Linked DNA regions of Mus musculus: regions 1 and 3 are each linked to region 2. A link is a contact called in public HiChIP or PLAC-seq data. All regions are on one chromosome and are shown on one strand. The core of a region is the stretch at or near the end of the contact, and the rest is flanking DNA. Distances in the headings are between cores, read along the strand shown. Region 1 overlaps Adgrl2 (adhesion G protein-coupled receptor L2). Region 2 overlaps Gm30382 (a long non-coding RNA gene). Region 3 overlaps Adgrl2 (adhesion G protein-coupled receptor L2).

Region 1 (2,700 bases), core at 71-2,570, 310 kb after region 2:
AAGGATTTCTTTATATATAGAAATTAGACTTTGAAGATTTATTTATCCACCAAATAGAAAATGCATTAATTTCTCTTGCAATTTATAGTTGCGAATAAGTAAGGAAAATGATATTTTTACACCATAGGGATCACTCTGTCACTTCTCTTCGGCCATTGGAATTCTTAGGCCAAATGGCTCCCCTGGCAGCCAGAGGAGGACCTTTCTCCTTTACTTTGCCGTGACAATAGGGACAGAGAGGAAGCGGTCACTTTCCAACCAGTTTGTCTTCAAAAGAGGGATTAAAATTGTATGGTGCCAGAGAGAGTTGCTGTAATGTATCTTTTTAAATTACCAGCTTGTTCTTTTCTACTATTTTATAACAGAAAGATAGCTCAATGCCAGCAAAGAGCCTGGAAGCTAGAGTGAGCGGCATCATGGGAAACATGAAATAAATACCCGGCTATATGCTTTATGGGTTTCCGCTTTCATCTTAAACAGGTACCTATTGTGCACTAGACTCATGTTTGTCCACTGCTCTCTTGTTCAGTTACTTTAGATGGAAAGTTAGCAGGCCTTTTCAACATATATGCACAATTCTCAAGAAGATGCAATACTTCCCCCAAGACCATCTAAAAGGACCTTAGATGCATTCTCAGGCAGCTCTATCAAACTCACAGTGAAATGAAGGCTAAGCATACTTGTCTCCGTTGACGTCACACTCTGGTCTCCAGCAGCGCTTGCCACTGAGATAATAGATTGACTTGGAAACCGCCAAGCTGGACCAGACTGGGAAGAACAGTGAATGAATGGGAGCTGAACTTACAGATGAGAAACTTGGGGATATATGCCACAGTTTCTTTTCTTTTTGTTTGGAAAAACAAATATACAAACAAACAAACAAAAAAAAAACCCAGGATACCAACAACTCATAGGAGGAAGACTTTGTTCTGTCTCACTTTTTAAAAGTCCAGCCCAGCCTGGAGTCAAGGCAGTAGGCACATGGAACTGGTCACCGCCCTCCCCTCAACCCCCCCCCCCCAAAACACACGCGCAGAGAGGAAGAAGAGAGCAGAGGGGCCTAGTGCTTAGCTCATTTTCTCTTTAACCTTTCACCTAGTCAGCACCTTTCGCCCCACAGACATGTCTACAGTAGCAGTTTTCATCCTGTGTGTCTCTGTCCCTTTGGTGGTCAGATGGCCCCATCACAGGGTTGCTTAAGACTACCAAAACACATATTTACATTATGACTCATAACAGTAGCAAGTTATAGTTATCAGGGAAGAGCGAAAATCATTTGATGGTTGTGGTCACTGCAACAGGAGGAAGTGTATTAAAGGGCACAGCGCTAGGAAGGCTCAGAGCCACTGCTAGAGGGCTAAACAGTTCCTCACAGTGCTTCCCTCACAGGAAGCCCCTGTCCTGGGTTGATCCGGGATCCTAGACAGTTCACAACACTTCGTCTCAGTCAGTGTATTTGGGAAATAATCTGGAGAAACTGAACTGTGGGTAGAATACAGCCATTATTAAACAAACCCGGGAATAATATGTGAGGATGCTCTTGAGCAATGTTGAAAGAAACTAGAGTCCATGTAGTTGAAAGTTAAAAATACCTGCTACTGAAGTTTGAATGCTTGGTCAGTCCCTTAGACTATTTCCCATTTAGAACATTCATCATGTGGGTGCGACAGCTCTTGAAGCCTTGCTAAGGTTTACGGAAGCTCCATTTACCTCAGGGTGAGTTAGTCAGGTCAGAGCCAGAAGAGCCTTCAGGTGTGGCTGCTGAGATGAACCGAGTAGATTGCTAAATAACTGGAGGGAGGTTCCTTCTTGTGGCAACTGATGCAGAAAGGAAGTTATGACCCATGGATGTCATAGCCAGTTCTCATAGGCTAGAGCACGCTTAAATTACTTAAAGATGCTGCTCTCGGCTTCTCAGCTGGAAGGTGGAAATGATACTTTTTCTGGTTTCTACACTGTCTGGTCAGAGTCCTTCCGTGTTCCCTTTGAACGAGGGGTCTGGGGTGTTTCTCACTGAGTGATCTATTTCAGTATTTTCTAGTCTTTGGCTGTCTCCTCTCTGTTCATCGGATTGTTTTTCACACAGGCGTACTTCCTGTCTTTCTAAGAGTCAAGGATTCTGGACTGTCCCGTCTGTTTTGTACACAAAATGGAAGATCATTAGCCTGAAGTTGGTTTTTTTTTTTTTTTTTTTTTTTTTTTTTTCCCCTAAACCCAGTTTATAACAAAGGAATTTAAAGATATTTTTTCTCCCCGCCCAGAACACTCCTTTACCCAGAATGGTTGCATCTTTCAATCGTCACATAGTTGAAGTAGACTTCAGGCTACCCCAGGGCACATCTCCTGAATTTGTTGAATATCAGTGTGCCCATGAAACACAGAGTGGTATAAACAGGTTCCCATGTTGAAAAATAAAAATCGTAGTGACAACTCATCCAACACTTAAAAAAAATGGTTGGTAAAACATCCAAGCAAGACTTCTTTAGCACTTGTCATAATAATCCTATGTGCGGGTTATTTAAAACCAGATCACCTACTTTCACAGTGCTACACACAGTGCCTGAATGAAGGAAAGAACACTGACCTGGAGATGGTTCCCTGCTGCTGGTGACTCTGATCTGCTTAGCCTCTTCTTCAGATGCCCATCTGAGGGCACTCCTTAGAGATGTTTCCCTTCACAGACAGCTCCAGCCCTGGTCA
Region 2 (2,700 bases), core at 12-2,511:
GAAGATCACAGCCTATTCCATTAATAGTGGATGATCATTAATTATCCTCCAAGTGTTTACCCATGAGTCCAAAGCAGTGAAGGTAGAAAAAAATTGTATAGAGAAAGGTACTGATTTTAGCTTTATAAATAGTAGACCCCCATGCAACAAATAGTGTAGATTTTAGTGGTCTTAAATTAGTTCAGTCAACTGTTAACATGCCAGCTTATGGAGAAAGAAGTTTCCTAATTGATCCCTGGCACCTAGCAGGGGTGGCATAGCTTACAAGTTTCTTCAGATAACACTTCTTGATTTCCTAAGAACTGGGCATTACCATGACCCCATTTCACGGAAAATGTTTGTTCAAATGTTTGTCCTTTCAAAATCCATATGTTGAAACTCCTGCTGTGTGGCAATATTAAGAGGTAAGACTTTCGGGGAATGACTAGATCAATTGGGATGCGGGTCCGCGTGAAAAGGCCTGGTGCCTTTGAGAAGGGAAGGGAGGTGTGTGTTCTGTATGAACAAAGCAGGGAGACGCCTTCTGGGAAACAGAAAAGGAACTCTTGCCAAACATTGAATCTGCAGGCACCTTGACCTTGGGCTTCTCCGCCTCCTGCACGATGAGAAACAAACTTCCATTATGTATAAATCACTCACTGGAAGATATTTTTAGAGCCATCTGAAAAGATTAAGAAGACGGGGCGGGGGGGGGGGGGTGGTGCAATCAGAAATATGTAACTAGAGCCAAAATGAGTCATCTTGTAAATACTACAGCAGTTAGGAAGTGGGGAGCTGAGAGTCTTCAGAATAGAGTTGACCCCCATTCTTCCTGGTAATCTAACACCTACCATATTGCCTGGTCTATAGTAAGCACTCAATAAACATCTGTGACAGGATTTAAGTGAACAAGTCTGTCATTGTTGGCTGATACAGAAGGAAAATCCCGTGAATAAAATGGGCTTCTAACTCTATCTGGAAGGACGGGCAGGATTTGTACCGATGGAAAAAATAGAACGATGTACTGACAATGGGAACACAGCAGAAGCCAAACTCTGGAGAGAACCTAAGAAATGGGCTAGAAGAGGACTGTGAGTGAGTTTTCCAGACTAGAGCTGAGAGCGCACAGAGCCAAGCATTAAATCTAAATGTTTCTAGGAAAGGTGGGAAGAGATTTATGTAGAGCCTTAAAAACTGGACTGAGGGCTGTGGGCTTTCTTAGGTAAGTGAACAAGCAGAGGCTGAGAGAGAGGCTTGGAGGAAATGCTGTTTGGGGGAGTTAACCTGGAGCTGGTGGGAGGAAAGGATTCAAGGACAGATGCACGAACAGCTTGAGTGTGGTGAGGAAGTGTGGGAAGGGGATAGAGGCGGTGAGCTCTGGGCTGTGTTAGTGCTGAGGTGAAGGTAGGAAAGCCAGCTGGAGCAGATCTGGAAGAAAGGCTGACCAAGAACTCCAAGTGTTCTAGTATAAAAGACGGAGGTGAAGGGCCCAGAGGAGAGACTAAAACTAGGGCCAATAATGAGCTGTAGCAGGAAGAAAGGATACAACCCACTTCAGAAGGCTCTTGTGTTTTTCTGAGAAGTGTTGTCGTTTGGGTGTTGCCAATGGTGTCCAGTGGACTTGGATTCAATTAGGTATTTCTCAAATGCTTCTTTTTAGTCTAGGATGCACTAGATCTTAAGACAAGGCACAACAAACAGTCTCCTGAAGGTCACAGTTAGCACAGCCCATCTCTGACGTGGTCCGAACATTTCCACCAGCTTCCAGTTGAGGAAAAGCAAGTAAGTATAAAGGCCAGTTTGAGTACAGACTGCCTCATGCTGGTCTTTGGATACTGAACTGGAGGTTAAAGGAGAATCATTCTATAGTATGCTTTCCCAACCACCGAAAAGCTGAAATTAATTAATTAAATAAAATCACTGCTAATGGTGAGCACTGTGTTAGGAGGAACTCAGTCAGCGGCTTCAAATCACTCAGCGCGCTGGCTGAGACGAATGGTAGTGGCTATCAAGATACTTGTCACCGAGCCTGGCAACCTAAGTTGCTCTCAGGACCCAGTTGGTGGAACCTAGGTCTGCAAATTGTCCTCTGAGCTCCCCACCCTCTCACACTGAGTGTGACCTCTTTCCTTCTTCCTTCCTTCCTTTCTTTCTTTCCTTCTTTCTTTCTCTTCCTCTCTCTTTCTTTTCCTTTCTTCCTTCCTCTCTTTTCTTTCTTTCTGTCTGTCTGTCTGTCTGTCTGTCTGTCTGTCTTTTTTCTTTCCTTCCTCCATTCCTTCTTCCTTCCTTTCCTTCCTTCCTTCCTTCCTTCCTTCCTTCCTTCCTTCCTTCCTTCCTTCTTTCCTTCCTTTCCTCTTCCTTTCTTTTCTTTTTTTTTTTTAATTCACCTTAAAACCACTAAGTTGTGGTATATCAAAAGCACATAGCAGTATTGGACCCATTAAGCAGAGTATCTTATTTAACCCTTTTACAACCTCATGAGATAAACACACAAACCCTGCATCTTATAGTGGAAAATAGTTGCCTGGATGACAGAGCCAGTAACTGAGTAGATCCACAGAAAGTCCACGCAACATGACCTTAAAGATTACAGATACATTTATGTTGGCTAAGAAATAAATTTCTATTGGCTCCCCATAACGTTTGCAATGCTCCAAATAGAGTGAGAGGGTTGGGGGAGCACCAACATGGAGTAGGACTAAAGTGACTGTTACTATGAAT
Region 3 (2,700 bases), core at 118-2,617, 330 kb after region 2:
GAAGTCCAAAGCCCTCACACCGAGGCTGGACTTGCCAACCCAATATGAGGAAAAGGGTCCCAGGAGCAGGGAGGGAGCCAGACACACGGCCACTCCCACTGTTGGGAGTCCCAGAGAAAAGGCCAGGCTAAGAGCCACAACTAGAACAGGCATGCTGAGGACCTGGGGCAGACCCCAGTGGTTCCAGGATTGTCCCCTCAGTCTCTGTGAGCCCATGAGAGCCCTAAAAGAGTTGATTGTTTTTGTGACGCTTAATTTCTGTTTTTACACGTATTTTTAATAGCCAAGGATCTTTTTAATTCCGACTGTCCACTTTATAAGGATAAAATTAAAAGTATTCTAGGTTATGAAGGAAAATAAACATTTGAGGTCCAGGGAGAGCTGTGCAAAGGACTTTACCAAGGCATGGAAACACTGCCTAAACTGTTTTTCCTGTATTTTCTTGCAATATGTTAGAATCTCTGAGGCTAGAAGCTGACACTCTCTGTGTTGGGAAAGGAACTCTTCCACTGGATCTGACTCTAGGCTGCCTCTTCCTTCTTGATAGATGCACTTGACAGCTCTCTGTTTCTCTCTGTCTCTGTCTCTCTCTCTCTCTGTCTCTCTCTCTCTCTCTCTCTCTCTCTCTCTCTCTCTCTCTCTCACACACACACACACTGCTTTTTTCACTGCTTTTTTCACTGTGTAGAGAAGTCCCATGTTGCTCTTTTAAGGTTTTTATAACTATGTAATAACAGAATCAATTTATGGTATTAATGATTTACAAAATTTCAGTTTTTTTTTAAAAACTTCATCTTTTCATCATAATGTAGATAGACCTCAAAGACATGGGAGATGGTGCCTAGACTCACTCAAGTGTCAAAGCCACCATACTGTCATTTTACAAATGATATCCGCGTCCCATCATGGGCTAGCGTTCCATCCTAAATTACAGTGTGACTGTTGCTAGGGTCGCCTGGTGGATTTTAGAGTGGTCGGTACACTGGGTGGGCTTCTTACAGGGTGTGAAAATAAACTGATTCCAGAGTGATCTAAGAAAGACATCAGAGCCTGCCAGACACAAATACAGCAGGAAAAGTGACTGAGCAGTAAAGAAATGCTTGTTTTTACTTGAGGTGAAATTTTAAAATATTGTTGTCCTTATTTTGTTTTGTTTTGTTTTGAAGTTTGCATACAGAGTAGTGTGTTTCCTTGTGGCCATTTCCTGCCTTTGTATTCTGAAGGGAGGGAGTGAGGCCTGCTGATCCTCTCCTTTTACTTTTTTGGGGCATCTTGGAGGTTTTGATTAGGTCAGCAGTACCAGTAAGCAAATAGCACAGCAGTGACATTGCTCAGGAGCATCTTATATGTGCGGTTCAGTTATGTCACTAGTTTGGCTAGTTTTCCTCACAAGTTCCTACCATCCTTTAGAACACAGTCCTTGCATCTGATTGTGCCACCAGTGACTTCGTATCTTAAACTAATCAATTAAAATTTCCACACTGTTTTGTGGACATAAAAGGAAACATTTCAACATGTTTTGGGTCTCCAAAGTTAGTTTTTCTTAGGCGAGGACACAAGAACTTTCCTGGCTTCCTCTTGGAGTCCGGTTGGACTTTTCTTCCTTTTAGCAGAAAACCCTTTTCTGATGTCTTCAGTAGTATTCTTGTATTCACCGTTTGAAAGGGAAAATTCTAAGTTCGATACTCCTTTGGGATTTTAAGGAAAACAGGTATATCTTTTACAAGCACTGTAGGACTAAGCTGGTCAGCATGTGATTCCAGTACTGGGGAGGTGGAGGCAGGAAGATGGCAAGTGTAAGGGCAGTGACTGCTACAGAGTGGATTCGAGGGCAGCCTTGAATACAGGAGACCTTGTCTCAAAATAAACACGTGGAACAGCAACAACAAAATTAATAACAACAAAAGAAAGTGTATGTGATGGAAAGTTAAAAGCAGTAGGCCCTCTGTGGAAGAACTTGGATGGACTTTTCTCGTTGGCAAACGGTTGGCATGGCTAACTGGAAAGGCAGGGCTCTGCGGGGTTCCGTGGGGATTCCTTTCCTTAGAAGGAGCCTCCTGAGCTGTCCCCCTTTAGGCCCCTTGTATGAGTCAGCAGAGGTTGCCTGCAGTCACCCTAGGGTTCCTCGCCCAGGACACAGAGAAATGTGTGGGTGGCTTCGATGTAGTTTCAGAGTTGTTAGCACAGACTCTGGAGTCTGCATTAATTGGCTTCCTGGAGCTGCCTTCCCTGAGCTAGGTGGGACTGCTTCACACCTGGAGAGTTTATTACTGCCTAATAAAACTTCATTGATGTGAAAGTCCTACATTGGAAATCCACTGTTGTCTCTGGTGGGGACCCTTTTACATTCACCTTTTAAAAAATGAGGTCGCGATTAGTAGCTTTCTGCCTTTGTTCCCCACCCCCCCCCCCCACCCCCTGGAATTTTGGTAAAAGTATTGTTTCTATGTGAATACAGCAGGAGGTGAAGTAACCCTTCAGATGTGTACTCTCTTTGATCTGGGAGACCTGCCCTCTGTGTAGATGAAGTCCCAGGACAGGATGGAGCCCTGCTTAGTCTGCTCGGCTGGGTGTGCCTGACTAGATGCAGAAGTCAGTTTCAGTCTGTGTTCTTCCTTCTGACGTCACTGCTTTGAAGGACATAGTTCTCCAAGTCTAGGCCGCAGAATTAATGGGATTCTGATAACAAATGGGTGTAAA

What was found. HiChIP or PLAC-seq counts read pairs in DNA pulled down with a chosen protein or histone mark.
Region 1: a contact with region 2 is called in an HNF4G HiChIP or PLAC-seq map of pancreatic cancer cells. The contact joins two enhancer-like sites. A contact is called at or near these places in 2 of 484 Hi-C or Micro-C datasets (Sertoli cells and liver) and 2 of 115 datasets of contacts at active chromatin or transcription factors (epiblast stem cells and pancreatic cancer cells).
Region 3: a FOXA1 HiChIP or PLAC-seq map of pancreatic cancer cells shows a contact between it and region 2. The contact joins two enhancer-like sites. A contact is called at or near these places in 1 of 484 Hi-C or Micro-C datasets (liver) and 1 of 115 datasets of contacts at active chromatin or transcription factors (pancreatic cancer cells).

What each region holds. Positions count from the first base shown.
Region 1 is chr3:148,917,166-148,919,865 of GRCm38.p6, reverse strand. All of the region lies in intron 1 of Adgrl2 (adhesion G protein-coupled receptor L2), which reads left to right. Among named protein-coding and RNA genes, the nearest start is that of Adgrl2, 36 kb to the left of the region's middle. Within about 2 kb of position 1,320, at least 61 of the 459 cell types and tissues checked have an H3K27ac peak or open chromatin away from gene starts, as enhancers often do. A contact at or near this core is called in pancreatic cancer cells, where this site is marked.
Region 2 is chr3:149,231,857-149,234,556 of GRCm38.p6, reverse strand. All of the region lies in intron 2 of Gm30382 (a long non-coding RNA gene), which reads left to right. Among named protein-coding and RNA genes, the nearest start is that of Gm1653, 42 kb to the left of the region's middle. Within about 2 kb of position 1,261, at least 40 of the 459 cell types and tissues checked have an H3K27ac peak or open chromatin away from gene starts, as enhancers often do. A contact at or near this core is called in pancreatic cancer cells, where this site is marked.
Region 3 is chr3:148,899,483-148,902,182 of GRCm38.p6, reverse strand. All of the region lies in intron 1 of Adgrl2 (adhesion G protein-coupled receptor L2), which reads left to right. Among named protein-coding and RNA genes, the nearest start is that of Adgrl2, 54 kb to the left of the region's middle. Within about 2 kb of position 1,367, at least 49 of the 459 cell types and tissues checked have an H3K27ac peak or open chromatin away from gene starts, as enhancers often do. A contact at or near this core is called in pancreatic cancer cells, where this site is marked.